2 separate regions of the Xenopus laevis genome follow, and region 1 is linked to region 2. Evidence: chromatin contacts called from public Hi-C data. All regions are on one chromosome and are shown on one strand. The core of a region is the stretch at or near the end of the contact, and the rest is flanking DNA. Distances in the headings are between cores, read along the strand shown.

Region 1 (6,706 bases), core at 3,298-5,797, 240 kb before region 2:
GGAAACAGTAAAGGGGATGTAAAGGCAAAAATAAAATCCAATACATATCTCTACACCTGACTGTATGCAGTGAAATTCTCTCTTCATTTACTGCTGTGGATAGGAATTGTCTGATGGTCACCAACTGCTCTGCAGGGAAACAAACAAAGCTGCTTGAGTTCTGCATGGCTGGGAAGTAAGGCGGGGGCTCCCCCTGCTGTTCATAAGTATGATTGTTTCCCTGCAGAGCAGTTAGGGACCGTCTGACAATTCCTATCCACAGCAGTAAATGAAGAGAGAATTTCACTACATACAGTCAGGTTTCTTATAAAAATGGTACACATTTTTTAATTAAAGTATATTGGAGATAGATTTCTTTTTCATTAGAAAGTAAAAATGGGATTTTATTTTTTGCCTTTACATGCCCTTTAAGGAATAGTGTCAATATGAACAACCCTTTTTGGCCTATATGACTTTATGATGAGCTGATTCCTGCTAGCAGCACTTTCATTTCAACGTATATACATCTTATCAACACTAGATGGCAGTAAATACACACACAGCGCATAATATTGTCCAGCGCTTGCACATCAGGCAAATCTAACAGGGGTAAACTAACTACGGACAGGGGGCAAAAAAAAAAAAAAGAAGTGGTATAAAGGTGAGAATTATTGGCTAACTAATATAATCATAACAAGCTTTCAGAGCATTCGAGTTCCTTTTTTTTTTTTCGAGTTTCTTTTTTCAAGCTGAATAAAATGTTCTGAACGTTTGCTATGATTATCGTAGTTAGCCAATAGGAATCACATTTATATCACCCTTATGGACATGGGGCTGATGAAGATGGGGTAATAAATATGGGGCTGATGATATGATGCAGATACAGTAATCTAAGGAAATGAACATTCAGATTAAGCGTTTTATGTCATTTTTGGAACTGAAACTACTCTGTGCCAGGGTCCCGTGTACTAGTGACCAGGCCGTGGGTGGGATAACAAGTAATGGAGAGTCAAGAGAGCCACGTGTTATCTGCCATAACAGCCATGATACTCAAATAAAAGTACTGGCCATACTGTGGATTCTTTGTTTCTATTTAATCTGAGTGTTCATTGGTAAGACATGACACCATTTAGACTGTAAGCTCCTAGGGGCAAGGACCTCCTTCCCACTGTGTCTCTTACCACATAGCAGGTAAAGGGGTGGTTCACCTTTAAGTTATCTTTCAGTATTTTAAAGAATGGTCAATTCTAAGCAAGTTTTCAGTTGGTCCTCATTGCTTTGTTTTGTTTTTTTTATATAGTTTTTGAATAGTTTTTGAATTATTTACTCTTTCCAGCTTTCATATGGGGGTCACTGACCCCATCTAAAAACAAATGCTCTGTAAGGCTACAAATTTATCGTTATTGCTACTTTTTATTACTCCTCTTTCTATTCAGCCCCTCTCCTATTCATATCTAAGCAATGCACAGTTGCTAGGGTAATTGGGACCCTAGAAACCAGATTGCTGAAATTGCAAACTAATTGCACACCCCCAAACAATAAAAAATGAAACCAATTGCAAATGGTCTCAGAATATCACTCTCTACATTATACTAAAAGTTAACTCAAAGGTGAACAACCCCTTTAAGCTCTGTGTCCTTATATGAGCTCTGTGTCCTGTGTATATTTATTCTATTTAATGATTGTCCTCTATATGTGTGATTTTATATATCGTACTTTTATTTATATTGTACTTGTAAATATTGTACTTTTATTTATAGTGTACAGTGATGGGCGAATTTGTCCTGAAATCCGCGTAACGGGCGAAAATTCACGAAACGACGATTTTCAAAGTTGACGACATCCCCCATTAAAGTCAATGGGCATCCATTATTCGTCGTCCGTGTCTAAATTGTCGCCAGCGTCGATTCCATCACCGGCGCCAAAAAACTTTCACAGCAAATTCCCAAATTTATTCGCTGGTGGCGAAATGCAGAAATATGACGCAAATTCGCGCTTGGTGAAAAAATTCACCCATCACTAATAGTGTACTTTTATTTTATTGTACTTTCATATATATATATATATTGTACTTTTATATATTGTACTTTTATTTATATTGCACTTTTATATATTGTACTTTTATTTATGTTGTACTTTTATATATATTGTACTTTCATATATATTGTACTTTTATTTATATTTTACTTTTATTTATATTGTACTTTTATATATTGTACTTTTATTTATATTGCACTTTTATATATTGTACTTTTATTTATGTTGTACTTTTATATATATTGTACTTTCATATATATTGTACTTTTATTTATATTTTACTTTTATTTATATTGTACTTTTATATATTGTATTTTTATTTTTATTTTACTTTTATTTATTTTTCACTTTTATATATTGTATTTTTATTTATGTTGTATATATATATTGTACTTTTATGTACTGTGCTGCGGCAACTTAACAGTGCTTTACAAATAAAGTTATACATACAGTATATACACACATACACACATACAGTATATACACACATACACATACAGTATATACACACATACAGTATATACACACATACACACACAGTATATACACACATACACACATACACATACAAGAATGGCAAGCACACAGAGGGGGTGACCAGCCTGTAATGTACAGTGTAAAGCACAGGGCAATATTGTCAGCTCTTTGGGCAGCAGCTATTCTTGCGGAATGTTATAAGTGACTGTACTTGTACCTCTGCTTCATTAGTTGCTGTTCAGCCTCAAGGGCAGAAAGAGGAGATTGTATTTAAGTTTCACCAGTTTTATTCATGGACTCCCTGCACCTCCTCTTAATCTCTCTCATCTCATACATCTGTCCCTGCTCCACTTTCTCACGACTCCCTAATTCTTGCTCCACTTCACTTCATTATCGACTACCCTGATATTTTCCTTCACTCTCATCCCTGCTCTACCTTTACTGTAAATCACCGCGTTGTTTGTATTCTGGATACAATAAAAGGCCTCCCTTGTTAATCATCAACGAGGATATAGTAAACAGAGCTCAGGCTGACAGTTGGGGAGGGGGCGGTGCTGCCATACACCCCACTCTCTCTTCCCTAGAAGCCTATTCTGGCCCCACCTTTCTCTCAGTGAGAATGACGTCAGTTCAGACCTCAGATTCGCATCCTTCCAGCACATGTAACGCACGAATTCCTGGAACTTCTGCTCTGGAGCATCCTGTGTTGTAACCTACTTGTACCCTGACTCACTGCTGCGGCTCTATTGTGCTCACACTCTTATGGGTGCAACAAACCCTGGCCCGGGTGAGCGGGTTCATAGGAAATTATGCAAATAGACAGAAAAGAAAAGACTCCAACCTTTGTATTCCCATAAACCCTTGAAGGGGCATTTAACCCTTTTTTGGGGGCTAGAAGGGAAATACTATCCACTGAGACACTATTGTGTATGTCCTTGTGTCTTTGTGTAAAGGTGGTCAAACATGGGCAGATTAAAGCTGTCGATATTGGTCCTTTAGACTAATTCAGCAGCTTTTCTGCCAGTGTTTGCAGGCCCGGATTTGCGGCAAGGCCGCATAGGCCCAGGCCTAGGGTGGCAAAAAATAGGGGTGGCATGCCGCCCAGCCGCATTATGGGGACGTGTGCGTCCCCATTCAATTACACCAGCTGCGCCGGCGTTTTTTCGCCGGCGCGCTGGGAAGGGGATGTGTAGGCGGGCGCTAGGACCGCGCGGCCGCCTGGTCGGACCGCACGGCCTAGGGGCGGCCCACAAAGACAGTGTGTTTGGGGCTTCCGATATGTGGCCAAGAAATGGGTCAGGGAGGTTTGATTTTTCTGGCGATCGAGGACTTCATCGGCTAGTACGACCTTATGAACGAGTGGATCTGTTTATGGCCACCTTGAAGGACAACTCAACTCCCCAATTAAGAAAAGGCTCTACCTACTAACCTACATAGACCCCCTCCCTTCCCCCGCATACTTCAATAGCCATGAAAATGTCCCTCAAATATTTATCACACTTATCACATCACCTAAACATTTCTCACCTATCAGTGCGAAGCGGAGCTTGTGGGCGTCATCTTCCGGATAGAATTAAGTACCATGTGCCGAATCAGTCGAAAAAGCGTCTCAGGTAATACAAGACAGTTACATTGTGTTATTACATTTATCATTTTTACACAGGTACATGGACTTACACTAATGGACTAAAATATGGATATTTACAAAGACATTGTTTCCTATTTTTCATGTTGTTCACTATGATGTCACTATGAAGGGGAGGAGTCATAAGCCGCTCCTAAGGTGCACTTTATAAAACACTGTGTTTGATGTAGTCACTAGGCTTGATAAAGGGCCCAGTGGGGTTCAAAACGTTGCACTTATCTTGTATGTACAGGGGCTAAATAAACAAGAAATCCACTTTCTTCGCTTCAAATCAGTGCGCTACTGGTTTATTTTTGCATTGGATACGAGACCTGTTGGCGAGGAAAAGGTCATCCAGATTAAGCGCCTGAAGGGTGAACACTCCAAATTCTTCCGTCTTCACTCCATCCCGCTCCACCCACATCGCCATTGGTCACATCACACAAAGAATTGCAGGGAATGCGCGATTGTATTCTCTATCCAGATTCCTGTGATGCCATATAGTTCCTTTCTGCAAACCCATTGTTGGTGAATGTATTGCTAAAGATAAACCTCCCCATTAAAGGAAGCCATGATGTAATATTTTAAGGGATTGGTGTCTTTGAAGAGACTTGTTTCGGCCGGAGCCCAGTTACTATCAATAGAAGCAAAGGACATGTTTTAAGACACTAATCCCCAAAAATGAAGTTTAGAGACGGCTGAGTAGAACTGCAAATACCAAACTCCCTTGGAGGAAGATCAAAACTGTGCCCAAACAACCCAAACAGGTTCTTCTCCTGGGAGTGAACGGCTCAGCTGTCTGGGATGAGTCCCATTATGTCACAATTTTGGTGATATGTCACAGTTGTGGCTTTGCATAAAAGTTTAATCTACAGAGATGTCTGTGATTGTATTCATTCAACTACTACAGCACAGCATTGCCGGCCTCCTGCCACTGGAGAAAGCGCCCTTGATGCCCGAAACATGTTGTGTGGAGCCAAATATTCTGCCTTAGCCTGTGATTCCCAAACTTCATGATTGATTAAGTGATGTGTCTGGGAAGGGAGTGTGACTGTGGGATAGCAGATATAGTAGGGAGAGATGGTGCCTATAGTAACAGTGGATAATAGTCTCTGGGAAGGGAGTGTGACTGTGGGATAGCAGGTATAGTAGGGAGAGATGGTGTCTATAGTAACAGTGGATAATAGTCTCTGGGAAGGGAGTGTGACTGTGGGATAACAGGTATAGTAGGGAGAGATGGTGCCTATAGTAACAGTGGGATAATAGTCTCTGGGAAGGGAGTGTGACTGTGGGATAGCAGGTATAGTAGGGAGAGATGGTGCCTATAGTAACAGTGGATAATAGTCTCTGGGAAGGGAGTGTGACTGTGGGATAGCAGGTATAGTAGGGAGAGATGGTGCCTATAGTAACAGTGGATAATAGTCTCTGGGAAGGGAGTGTGACTGTGGGATAGCAGGTATAGTAGGGAGAGATGGTGCCTATATTAACAGTGGGATAATAGTCTCTGGGAAGGAAGTGTGACTGTGGGATAGCAGGTATAGTAGGGAGAGATGATGCCTATAGTAACAGTGGGATAATAGTCTCTGGGAAGGGACTGTGACTGTGGGATAGCAGGTATAGTAGGGAGAGATGGTGCCTATAGTAACAGTGGGATAATAGTCTCCGGGAAGGGACTGTGACTGTGGGATAGCAGGTATAGTAGGGAGTGATGGTGCCTATATTAACAGTGGGATAATAGTCTCTGGGAAGGAAGTGTGACTGTGGGATAGCAGGTATAGTAGGGAGAGAGGGTGCCTATAGTAACAGTGGATAATAGTCTCTGGGAAGGGAGTGTGACTGTGGGATAGCAGGTATAGTAGGGAGAGATGGTGCCTATAGTAACAGTGGGATAATAGTCTCCGGGAAGGGAACTGTGACTGTGGGATAGCAGGTATACGTGGGAGGATGGTGCCTATATTAACAACATAGGAGATAATCGTCGAAGATGGATAGTGGGGAAGATAGTCGATGATTCGGATAAGTGGTGACGTGGGGCTAGAGGTATAATAGGTCTTGCCGGTATGTGTGTGTAATTGAGTCGCGCTCGTGGAACGCTGGTGACTGTGGGGATAGCAGTGTATAGTAGGAGAGATTGGTGCTCACTTAGTAGTGTATCTAGTCCTCTCGGGAGGGACTGTGACTGTGGGATGCGGTGTATTAAGGGAAGAGATGGTGCCTAGTACGTAAGAGTGATGGTGAGTATCGCTGTGTGCTATGCTCGTAGTGTGGGTCATAGCAGAGTATGGTGCGTCAGAGGAGATGATTGGGTGCTATGTACAGTAATAGTAGTACTGTGCGATTATGGTGATCTGGCTGAGCGCGGTGGGATATACGGGGGTGAGAGGTGGCCCTAGTAACAGTTGAATGTTGTGGAGTAGGAGAGGGCTGATAGTTAATCGGGTGTATATGTAACGCCCAGTGGAAATAGATAGGTGCTCTGGATTAGTCGCTCTGTGAGGGGATGTGTGAACTGTGGTAGGTACTCGGGTGATGGGTAGGGTGAGAACTGGGTGGCCGTAACAGAGATAGATATTAAGGCGTTGCTTCTGG
Region 2 (6,028 bases), core at 1,439-3,938:
TCCCGTGCAAGTCTCGCCCCAAAAATAACACTTTTCAATTTCAGGGATTCTAACTGGAATTCCTTCCTGTACCCCCTGATTTCCAAAAGTTAAACCTTCAACTACTTCTAAATTTAATATCAAATAGGGGTTAGTTCTCCTTTAATCAGTAATCAGTACATACAAAGCTGAACACAACGTGTATTCCATATAATTATAGTCATATTAAAATCAATGCATTACTTTCATTATAGATCCTGCAGGGCCCAACATGGCCCCGACCATAACGCAAACACATCATCAATGCAGCGGCAATACTTCTAACCCCACTTGTACGACACGTCGGATCTACACATGGCGAGAAAATTAATTATGGCTTGTTTTATGACATTTTTTTTGGAAAGTGCTGTAAGTTTTTGTCCTCCAAGAAGTAAATGTGAACTTCTCTCTCTGAGAATTAAGGGTTAAATGTGGACTCATTTTCTGTTTTCTGGTGCCACCTAGTGGTGGAAAGATCAATAAAAAGGGGCTGAAATGTTTCATTAATTACAAACTGATAAAAAATAATGGAAGGCTAAGAAGATCTTAGAGATTCTATTAGCATTTATGGCTCTGCAAGAATTCTCTTAGCTGCCTGACTGCCAGGAAAACGCTTTCTGGTAAAGGCACAGTAAGGGCTAGTCCACACGAGGAGATTCGTCTTTTGAGCGACTATCTCCCTGAACTGCCTCAGTGGTTTTCCCCATAGGCTACAATGAAAAGTCGCCTGCGCTAATGCACACGCGGCGATGTGTTTTCAATAGTCGCCCAAAGTTGCCTCAACGAGGCAACCAGAAACCTAATTACAGGGGGGCGGGCCCTGGTGCGTGATGCGCAGCCGGGCCCCCCGCCCCCCTCCGTACGAGATTTTATGCCCAAATTATAGTGGCGCGCAGGGGGCCCTGGCCCGCTTGCACCCCCTGCTCCGCCACTGGAGGCAACCTGAAATTAGAGGGATCATAATGCACAGAAATTAAAATATGCAAGTGTGAAGTTATACATGCACATGCCCAGATTTTATAGGAGATACTATACCCCCTACTGTAAATGATAAGGATATTAGAAGTCACTGAGGGGTTGTTCTGTGACCATATAAAGGCACAAGGCTGCAGGTTGAGTTATACAGGGAACTCTGAGTATCACTCATGTATTATAAGGGATAATGTACCCCCTACTGTAAATGATAAGGATATTAGAAGTCACTGAGGGGTTGTTCTGTGACCATATAAAGGCACAAGGCTGCAGGCTGAGTTATACAGGGAACTCTGAGTATCACTCATGTATTATAAGGGATAATGTACCCCCTACTGTAAATGATAAGGATATTAGAAGTCACTGAGGGGTTCTGTAACCATATAAAGGCACAAGGCTGCAGGCTGAGTTATACAGGGAACTCTGAGTATCACTCATGTATTATAAGGGATAATGTACCCCCTACTGAAAATGATAAGGATATTAGAAGTCACTGGGGGTTCTATGACCATATAAAGGCACAAGGCTGCAGGCTGAGTTATACAGGGAACTCTGAGTATCACTCATGTATTATAAGGGATAATGTACCCCCTACTGAAAATGATAAGGATATTAGAAGTCACTGGGGGTTCTATGACCATATAAAGGCACAAGGCTGCAGGCTGAGTTATACAGGGAACTCTGAGTATCACTCATGTATTATAAGGGATAATGTACCCCCTACTGTAAATGATAAGGATATTAGAAGTCACTGAGGGGTTGTTCTGTGACCATATAAAGGCACAAGGCTGCAGGCTGAGTTATACAGGGAACTCTAAGTATCACTCATGTATTATAAGGGATAATGTACCCCCTACTGTGAATGATAAGGATATTAGAAGTCACTGAGGGGTTCTGTGGCCATATAAAGGTGTACGGCTGCAGGGAGTTATACAGGGAACTCAGAAATGACCGTAGAATCCTTATTGGGGTTTTTTTAACCGGCACATCTCATACCTTTATAATATTTACTGTTACATTACTTTGCCTACCAGTCTATATGATGTGTGATTGGTAGAACTACTCAAATGAAAGGCCACTGTGGGGGGGGGGGGGATGTAGCTCTTAAGTAGGCCATAGACATAACAATTATGATCTTTCTTGGAAAATGGTCAGATATACAGATAGAAACAATAGAATTCTACCTGTATCTGACTATTCAGCACTAACAATGGCCAATGTTCGGGTGCCTTCAAAGGTGCCAGAACAAACTTTTGCGTCCAGCCCAATCAACCAGCCGACCGATATCCAAGTCTTCTGCCAATATCGGTCGGCTCTTTTCCCACCATACACGCTCCGAATATCGTACAAAAATTTGTTTCGTACGATATTATCTGTGCGTCTATGGCCACCTTAACCCTGTGACTAATGTTCTGATTGGCTACGGCTGGCCTACCAGTAAGACTTGTGATCTGATGTAGCTTTTCCCATTGATGGACTGACCACCTATATCCAGACACATCTGATTTGCCTGAAGATGGACAATCCCATCCAGGGGGCGATTCCTCCGATTTGTCACCCACATCCTGTTCTTTTACTTATTCTTTATTTTAATCAGGCTTAGTGTGGAGCATTGGAAAAAAAGTTTCTCTAGACCCTCTATCCTTCCCAGCTGGACTGAATCCCCTTCAAGCTGCTCAGTGCTCCTCCCTTGTCCCAGGGGCTACAGGACCTCATATCTAATCCCATTGTGGTGAGGCCATGTCCAATCAGAGTGCAGTCTAATCACTGGAGTTTCCTAAAATGACGTTTTCAGGGCAAAAGGGCCCATGTACTGTGATACAATCAGTGACCCCCTTCTGTATCAGGTAAGGAAGGAAGTGAGAAAGAGGGAAAGGAGGTGCAACGGAACAGGAGGGAGAAATGGGTCAGGGAGTAAAGGTGGCGACACACTTAAAAATATTATCGTATGAAACTAATTATCGTACAATATTCAGTGAATGTAAGAGACAGATGGAGCTGACATGCGGAGAATAGAAGAGAGGGAGGCAAAGAGAAGAATTAAAGGGAGATACAAGTGGGAAGGAGGAGGCGGCAGAAGCAGAAGAGGACTGAAGATGGAGGAGACGGAAGGAGAACATTATAACAGAAGAAGGGGAGAGAGAAGAGGAATGAAGAAAGGAGGGGAGTGGAAAGTGGGGGCTGTATCTAATTTTGTTGGGACCCAGCATCCCAGTCTGACTTAACCCTTTCCCTGCCAGCCGTTTTGTCCTAGATGCGAACATCTACTGCCAAGCAGTTTTTAGATATTTTGCACTCTTTCACTTTAAGGGCCTTTCCTGGGGTGGTCTTTTAGTTAACCCAGGAAAACAATGTATTGTTTTTTTCAGGACAACCTGAACTTTCACAATATGCAAGAATTTTGGTGTAATTCTACTTCTCTAATAAAATATTGGATTCTAAGTGTCAAATAAAATGAAAAAAATCATGTTGCACGAAGAACAATCACATATATCAGAAACATCATTCATTTTATGTACGAGAACACAGCCGATTTAGAAAGGTCTATGTCTCCTGAACGCGACAATACCAAATATATATAGTTTTATGGAGATTTCTCACTTGTATAGCTCAAAATCTACAAGCAGTACACAACCAAATTTCCAAAGCAACACTTCCCAAACGGCATACTTTTGATTTCAAGGCCAAACATTCCGCTAACAGTAGGTTTACCCTAGAAAACTACCCATTACTAGAAAGAACAGATTCTGGTGAATCAAAAATGGGTAGAAATATCTTTGTACTCCAAACCACCAAGTTGCAATTGTTTCCTAAAGTTATAATGTTTTATAGAAATTGGTGAATTTTTTGAAAAATGACCTCAAAGCTTCCACTCTACAGCAACATATCTCCCACACATCATTAGGTATCAATGTAAAACACCCCAAATATAAAATCCTGGGTCCACTGAACAGTTTGATGCCCAATATGTATAGGTGTACCCAAGCAAGTGGCATATAGAGGCCTGAAAAGGAAGACCCCATATGGTCTGTTATTTCAGATACTGCAAAATCAACACATTTACATCGTTTTGGGGGGCGGCAAAGGTAGAAAAAAGTAAGTTCACCCCAGAAAACCATATATTTTCGGAAAGTACACATTGCCACGAATCTAAATTGGGTATGCATGTCTTTGTACTACAAAGTACCAAGCCGCAAATCATTCCTAAATTTGGTGATTTTGGTGACATTTCCAAAAATCACTTAAAAATGTCTACCCTGCAGCATCGTATTTCCCACATACTTTTAGGTATCAAGAGAAATCACCCCAAATATGAAAGCCTAGGGTCCTCTGAACAGTTTGATGCCCAATATATATAGGTGTACCCAAGCACGTGGCATATAGGGGCCCCAAAAGGAAGACTCCCATATGGTCTGTCATTTGAGGTACTGCAAAATCAACACATTTACATCGTTTGGGGGGGGGGGCAAAAGTAGAAAACAGTAAGTTCACCCCAGAAAACCATATATTTTCGGAAAGTACACATTCCAACGAATCCAAATTGGGTATGCATGTCTTTCTACGCCAAAGTACCAAGCCGCAAATCATTCCTAAATTTGGTGATTTAGGTGACATTTCCAAAAATCACCTCAAAATATCTACCCTGCAGCATCGTATTACCCACATACTTTTAGGTATCAAGACAAATCACCCCAAATATGAAAGCCTAGGGTCCTCTGAACAGTTTGATGCCCAATATGTATAGGTGTACCGAAGCATGTGGCATATAGGGGCCCTAAAAGGAAGACCCCCATATAGTCTGACATTTCAGGTACTGCAAAATCAACACATTTACATTGTTTTGGGGGGGCAAAAGTAGAAAACAGTAAGTTCACCCCAGAAAACCATATATTTTCGGAAAGTACACATTCCCACGAATTCAAATTGGGTATGCATGTCTTTCTACGCCAAAGTACCAAGCCGCAAATCATTCCTAAATTTGGTGATTTAGGTGACATTTCCAAAAATCACCTCAAAATATCTACCCTGCAGCATCGTATTACCCACATACTTTTAGGTATCAAGACAAATCACCCCAAATATGAAAGCCTAGGGTCCTCTGAACAGTTTGATGCCCGATATGTATAGGTGTACCCAAGCACGTGGCATACAGGGGCCCCAAAAGGAAGACCCCCATATAGTCTGTCATTTCAGATACTGCAAAATCAACACATTTACATCGTTTTGGGGGGGGCAAAAGTAGAAAACAGTAAGTTCACCCCAGAAAACCATATATTTTCGGAAAGTACACATTCCAACGAATCCAAATTGGGTATGCATGTCTTTCTACGCCAAAGTACCAAGCCGCAAATCATTCCTAAATTTGGTGATTTAGGTGACATTTCCAAAAATCACCTCAAAATATCTACCCTGCAGCATCGTATTACCCACATACTTTTAGGTATCAAGACAAATCACCCCAAATATGAAAGCCTAGGGTCCTCTGAACAGTTTGATGCCCGATATGTATAGGTGTACCCCAGCACGTGGCATACAGGGGCCCCAAAAGGAAGACCCCCATATAGTCTGTCATTTCAGGTACTGCAAAATCAACACATTTACATCGTTTTGGGGGGGGGGGGCAAAAGTAGAAAACAGTAAGTTCACCCCAGAAAACCATATATTTTCGGAAAGTACACATTCCAACGAATCCAAATTGGGTATGCATGTCTTTCTACGCCAAAGTACCAAGCCGCAAATCATTCCTAAATCTGGTGATTTTGGTGACATTTCCAAAAATGACCTCAAAATATCTACTCTGCAGCATCGTATTACCCACATACTTTTAGGTATCAAGAGAAATCACCCCAAATATGAAAGCCTAGGGTCCTCTGAACAGTTTGATGCCCGATATGTATAGGTGTACCCAAGCACGTGGCATATAGGGGCCCTAAAATGAAGACCCCTCCTTGTATGTTCTGTCATTTCAGGTACTGCAAAATCAACACATTTACATCGTTTTGGGGGGGGCAAAGGTAGAAAAAAGTAAGTTCACCCC

What was found. Hi-C and Micro-C count contacts between places; a contact is called where the count stands out from the background.
Region 1: a Hi-C map of the XL177 cell line shows a contact between it and region 2, with 4 times the contacts expected there. The contact joins the promoter of LOC108717670 here to the enhancer-like site in region 2. A contact is called at or near these places in 2 of 4 Hi-C or Micro-C datasets (the XL177 cell line and the XTC cell line).

Annotation. Positions count from the first base shown.
Region 1 is chr5S:9,886,109-9,892,814 of Xenopus_laevis_v10.1, reverse strand. LOC108717670 (phospholipase B1, membrane-associated) reads right to left here and starts at 4,547. Exons shown (of 57, transcript XM_018264906.2): 1 at 4,445-4,547. The coding sequence starts at 4,547.
Region 2 is chr5S:9,640,006-9,646,033 of Xenopus_laevis_v10.1, reverse strand. No RefSeq gene overlaps it. Among protein-coding and RNA genes, the nearest start is that of MGC86483.S, 18 kb to the right of the region's middle. Within about 2 kb of position 2,688, at least 1 of the 7 cell types and tissues checked has an H3K27ac peak or open chromatin away from gene starts, as enhancers often do.